Linked DNA regions of Nothobranchius furzeri: region 1 is linked to region 2. The links are chromatin contacts, called in public Micro-C maps. All regions are on one chromosome and are shown on one strand. Each heading gives the region's core, a stretch centred on a gene start, on an enhancer-like site or on the middle of the called end of the contact. The rest is flanking DNA. Distances are from core to core; before and after follow the strand shown. Region 1 holds the start of arsk (arylsulfatase family, member K). Region 2 overlaps adgrv1 (adhesion G protein-coupled receptor V1).

Region 1 (2,700 bases), core at 102-2,601, 78 kb after region 2:
GTGAAAAACAACCTTCTGCGCCTGCGCGTGGCTGCACAGCCCCCACCTTCTCGCCTTCTGGAACAAGGCAGGCAGAGCAGTGTGAGGCAAAGCTCACATTCATCCAGCCGCCCTGCAAGTATGGTAAAAGCACCTGAAACACCGCATAAAGAAATATTTGCAATAGTCCTGGGTGAGGCTTTTGGGGCGAATTGTAACATTAAAAATATCAATTATCAATATAATAATAAGATTTAGTCCAGTCTGTACATAGTCCACCTCAATATTTGAGTAAGTATTTTTTAAAATCACACAAAACGTGTGAATTTTGTTTTTATTTTGGAGCCACAGCCTGCAGGCTTATTGTGAACACTTTACACAACGCTTTTACATAATCAGAGCAATGTCATTGTAAAATCCAAAGAGCTGCATTTTGCATGATGCACACGGCATAGGGCTGTTCAGAGTAGATGTATAGAACATGCATATTAATTATAAAACTAAAAACAGATCATCTGTGGTTGTAACTCATATACCTGACCCATTTTGATTGTTATTTAACTGATTCTGATCCGTGTATGTTGAGAAGACTCTTTCTCATTGTGTTGAGCTCCCAGTTTTCAGAAAAACAACTCGTGACTCAAAACGCCACCTAGTGGCAACCAATGTTCCCACTATGGGCTGCAGCAGAATCACCTGTTGATCTGCAACAATACCAATGTTCTTTACTTTTAATCAGCCAGTATGGGGATGCTGCCCGAAAGGTAATCAGGCATTATTGTCCTGACGGGGATTTTTTATTTTATAATTTAGTATTAACAAATGCCATTTACCTCCAATTAAATCCAATAAACTTCATAGATTCCCTGACACACCATATGTAATGCCATTTAGTGCATTCATTAATGTTTTTTTCCCATATTACATAAAACACATCTGGAAAGCTGTTTACTTTATCTATACAAAGGACACATTGACATGCACCTTAAACGTTAGGATGTCAATAGATACAGGTGGGATGACTGCAGTGCCAGCTCAGCAAAATATTAAAAAAATAAATAAAAAAACAAACGTTTAATGCCTAGTTGCATGCTGCCCTCTAGTGTCCACTTTGCCGCTGAATTAAAAAGATGGGACACTCTTCTAGCAATGTTTATAATTTATTAATTCGTGGTACTATACTTTTATGCATGAATTGGTTAATGAACGATGGATTTTGTTTGAGTTTTATTTTATTTCAGTTCCTTCTAAATATCAGTTTCATTCTTTGTCCCCATGGACACGAAACAACCCCCCCACCCCCCCTTTTTTTATAGTATACTTTTATTTTGAAATCATGACCAGGAAGTAAATACAATACCTCCCACCGACAGCGCGGTAGTAAAAATAAATTATTTAAAAAAGAAAAAAGACAACACGTTAGGGTAAAACCCGTGAAAAGCCTCAGTTTGGGAATTTTTTTCTTTACTTTTAGATATCTGTTGGAGTTCCGAGGAAAACATGAGCATCTTTATGTTGGTGTTTATTTTCGTCCTCCAAATTTTTTGTGACAGCCAAAATATTTCCAGACCAAATATCGTTTTGGTGATGAGTGACGCATTGGCAAGTAGAATCACATCTTTATTTCTTGACGTATCCTCCAGTGACTGAATCAGAGTGGCAGGATCTAAAATTGAGATGGTTAACAGTGTGTGTGTGTGTGTGTGTGTGTGTGTGTGTGTGTGTGTGTGTGTGTGTGTGTGTGTGTGTGTGTGAAGGATGGCCGATTGTCCGTTGATCCTGGCAGTAGACTTGTACATCTTCCATACATTAACTACCTCAGGGAGCTCGGCTCAACCTTCCTCAACGCTTACACAAACTCCCCAATCTGCTGCCCCTCAAGAGCTGGTAGTTTTCTCAAAGTGCGTTTGAAATGCCCTCTTTTGATTGTAATGTAAAAGTCACTGTTTGCATTGTATATCAACATTTTTCCCAGCTATGTGGAGTGGTCAGTTTGTCCACCTGACTAAGTCTTGGAACAACTACAAATGCTTAGATGCGAATGCAACCACATGGATGGATTTGCTGGAGAAGAATGGATATCGCACCAAGATGATGGGCAAGCAGGATTACACCTCAGGGGGTCACTCCGTCAGGTGAAAGTTGTTTCAGTGATGATGGCAATTATTTTTGTTAATGTGAATATCCTGGAAATAAATAACTTTAATTTATAATTCAACTAAAACCAGTTTTGCACCTATATCCACAACATTGATTGAACTGCTTCTGGCATACGTTTCACATTTCTTTGAACTTCCCATTTCTGTGCATCTGTTGCAGTAACCGGGTCGAGGCATGGACACGAGATGTTCAGTTCCTGCTGCGCCAAGAGGGCCGGCCTGTTTCTCAGCTAGTTGGGGACATGTCAACTGTAAGGATTATGACACAAGACTGGAAAAACACAGATAAAGCTGCACAGTGGATCCGTCAGACAGCTGCAGTATCGCACAAACCCTTCGCTCTTTATCTCGGCCTCAATTTACCTCATCCCTATCGAACGGACTCCCTCGGGCCTAACGCTGGAGGCTCCACATTCAAGAGTTCACCATACTGGCTCACAAAAGTATACCTTTGTCTGATTTATTTTACATATAATCTTGAAAATCCTTTAAGTGAGTCACTTAAGCAGTGGCAATCTGTTTTTCCACACACATAGGTGTCTTCTGAGCTTGTGTCTGTTCC
Region 2 (2,700 bases), core at 135-2,634:
TCCTGTTGAAAGCAGAGAAGAAAATAAAACCTGTATTTCAATTCATTGAATTTTTTGTGTGGTAGAAGTATCGGTATCTGCGAGTACTCAGATCCAAGTATCGGTATCAGTTTAGACAAAAGTGGTATCGGTGCATCCCTAAGTGAAACATACTTGTTTGGCTCCTACAATTGTGGCGGGAAAATATTTACTCCCATTTTGAATTAACCATATAATTTGTAAAGTTGACTTCAGTTCCACCAGCCACACCCAGACCTGTAGAGAAAAAAAAAACTTCTGACAACATTAGTTGGCTAAAAGATCTCCAGAAGGTTGTCAGTTGTTGCCGCCATTATTAGCCCAACCAGCTGCTCATTTTAGGGCTCATTTAATTTTGACAGGAGGTTGGTTTGGATAGATTTTGTGTTGACTCAAGCTATCTCTGTCTGTGTGTGTGTAAGTGTGACAAAAAAAGCATAACGGTTTGATTTCTGTAAAAAAGAGACCTTTTCACAGCTCTGTCTTTTTATCATTTTTATTATTTCTGTGAAGTTCTTTGAACCTCTGGCATAAACTGTATTGATGGATAATTAATATAACAGCGTAGTTTCTATCCAACTATAAACAGGTGGAAAGTGTCAGAATGTTCATCAAAATAATGGAATACTCAAAAAGACGTTGTTTAGTTATCGAGAAAACGTGTTGAACGTCTGATCGGTTTTAAAGACTGGTAGTTTGCTGGTAGAATCACAAAATATATATTTTAAAATCATATCTTCATTGTTAAGTAAATGTCTTTTCTTAACCCTTTGATTTTCTGGTCAACCATTTATAGCCCCTAGATCATATTGAAGCATGACCTAATATGAATAAACTAGAATAAATTAATACAAAAAAAATTCTATTTGGATGTTTGAATTAAAAGCTCAAATTAAAAAGAAGTGCTTTAATTCTTTGTTTGCATTTTAAAATATCTTTAATTAATACTTCAAATCAAAAATGTGCGCAATAAAAGCAGCAGTTTTCTCATCACCTTTCAATAAAAAGGTCTGAGGGTTATGTGTTTGCAGCAAATACTCAGATTACAAAGGTTCTTTCGTGTGCAGTACACTACTTCTTCACCAGCCCTCTTTTTTCTCACTGCTTCTGAAGCATTGGATGGAAATATTTGTGCACAGACACACATATCCAAGAGCTAATGTAGGAATCCCATCCATTGTGATCAAACGACCCTTCACTTCCCACACGACTCCCAGTCGGTGGCTCTTTATTCAAGCATCAGGGAGGGGTTTGGGCCACTCTTAGTTCCAGTAATGAAGTATTTCCTGTTAGTTCTTGAACTGAATCCAGCATTCTGAGGTCTGCTCGTCCGTACACGAGCACTGACACTCAGACAGTTGTACAAGCTCTTGTGCAACGGCCACCATGGTCACTTCCTGTTTATGAGCTAAACACTGGCTCACTGATTGCTTTTGGCTGTACGTGTTTGTAGAAGTCACGTTTTAAACAAACATGCACGCAGTTGCTTGGCTTTCCTAAAAGGAAGCCTGAGCTGACCAAGACCTTGCCATTTTTGTCCAGAACACCGGATAAACTCTCTCCTTATCAAGTACTTTCTTAAGAATGTTTATCGGTTCCAATCATGTCAAATCAAACCTAAATCAAAAGAGAGAGAGTGTTAGCGTGGGTCTGGGTTTGAGTCCTTCTGACGTCAAAGGACGCTGCTATCTTATTGTGTTTGAGGCCTAAAGATTTGGGGAACAAATAGAAACATCAAGAGAGTGGAGAGAATGAGGAAAAGGGAAAATAGTTTTTATCACTCCCTCTCTTTTTTGCTGCCTTAAATGTGTTTTATGCGTCAGGATTTCGTTTTTCCAAGAAGTAAAAAATCAAAGATTAAAAAAAAGTTAACTAAGTGTCCTTGACAAGATTTTAATGCAACTCTAAGGTCTTTCCTGTGTGTCAGCCTGAGCCTTTAGCTGGCAGATGATGAAAGGGTATAAAGTATCAGCAGTCAGAGCCGTGTGTGTGTGTGTGTGTGTGTGTGTGTGTGTGTGTGTGTGTGTGTGTGTGTGTGTGTGCGTGTGTGCGTGTGTGCGTGTGCGTGTGTGTGTCTTTTGGGAGATTCACGTTACATTTTACTGGATAGTCAGATCCGATGAGTCTAGTGTCTCCTCCTCACAATGTGACTCACCTCTGTTGACATCATCATCATCATCATTATCATCATCATCATCATCATGATTCTCTGTGACCTTCTCTCTTACTTCTTGTTTTAAAGTAAAGCTAAACATTAGTTATTAACAAATCCTCAGCTTTTTTTAGACCAAATTTTTAAACCATCTCACTCCCTTGTATTGTTTGCCCCCTCCCCCCATATTTTAACTCAGTTTAATGAGTTATGCACATTTAGTGCTGTTGGATACTTTTTACCGAGTTTATGACTAAGGTCACCTCTCCAGATCCGAGCTGGAAAAATGTGCAACAACACGCTGAATTCGTGTTATTTTCTTGACCCTTCTGAACTCTGGCAGTTACACATTTATTAATTTCCAAATGTGTTTATATCCCAACAGCTACTGACCTTTGGATACATAAACTTCCCATCTTTTCAGGGAAGCCACTGTCCAAATTCTTCTACTGCAGAAGGATGAAGATATAACAAGCTGATTAGTTCTTTTGTATTTCTAGTTACATTTCCCTTTTTTAATGTCTTTATTT

The links. A called contact is a pair of places that touch in the nucleus more often than the background predicts.
Region 1: a Micro-C map of tail fin shows a contact between it and region 2, with 10 times the contacts expected there. The contact joins the promoter of arsk here to the enhancer-like site in region 2. A contact is called at or near these places in 2 of 2 Hi-C or Micro-C datasets (skeletal muscle and tail fin).

The regions. Positions count from the first base shown.
Region 1 is chr17:41,574,117-41,576,816 of NfurGRZ-RIMD1, forward strand. arsk (arylsulfatase family, member K) reads left to right here and starts at 1,352. Exons shown (of 8, transcript XM_015972414.3): 1 at 1,352-1,581; 2 at 1,737-1,866; 3 at 1,955-2,114; 4 at 2,299-2,581; 5 at 2,675-2,700. The coding sequence starts at 1,480.
Region 2 is chr17:41,495,752-41,498,451 of NfurGRZ-RIMD1, forward strand. All of the region lies in intron 89 of adgrv1 (adhesion G protein-coupled receptor V1), which reads left to right. Among protein-coding and RNA genes, the nearest start is that of arrdc3a, 77 kb to the right of the region's middle. Within about 2 kb of position 1,385, at least 1 of the 3 cell types and tissues checked has an H3K27ac peak or open chromatin away from gene starts, as enhancers often do. A contact at or near this core is called in tail fin, where this site is marked.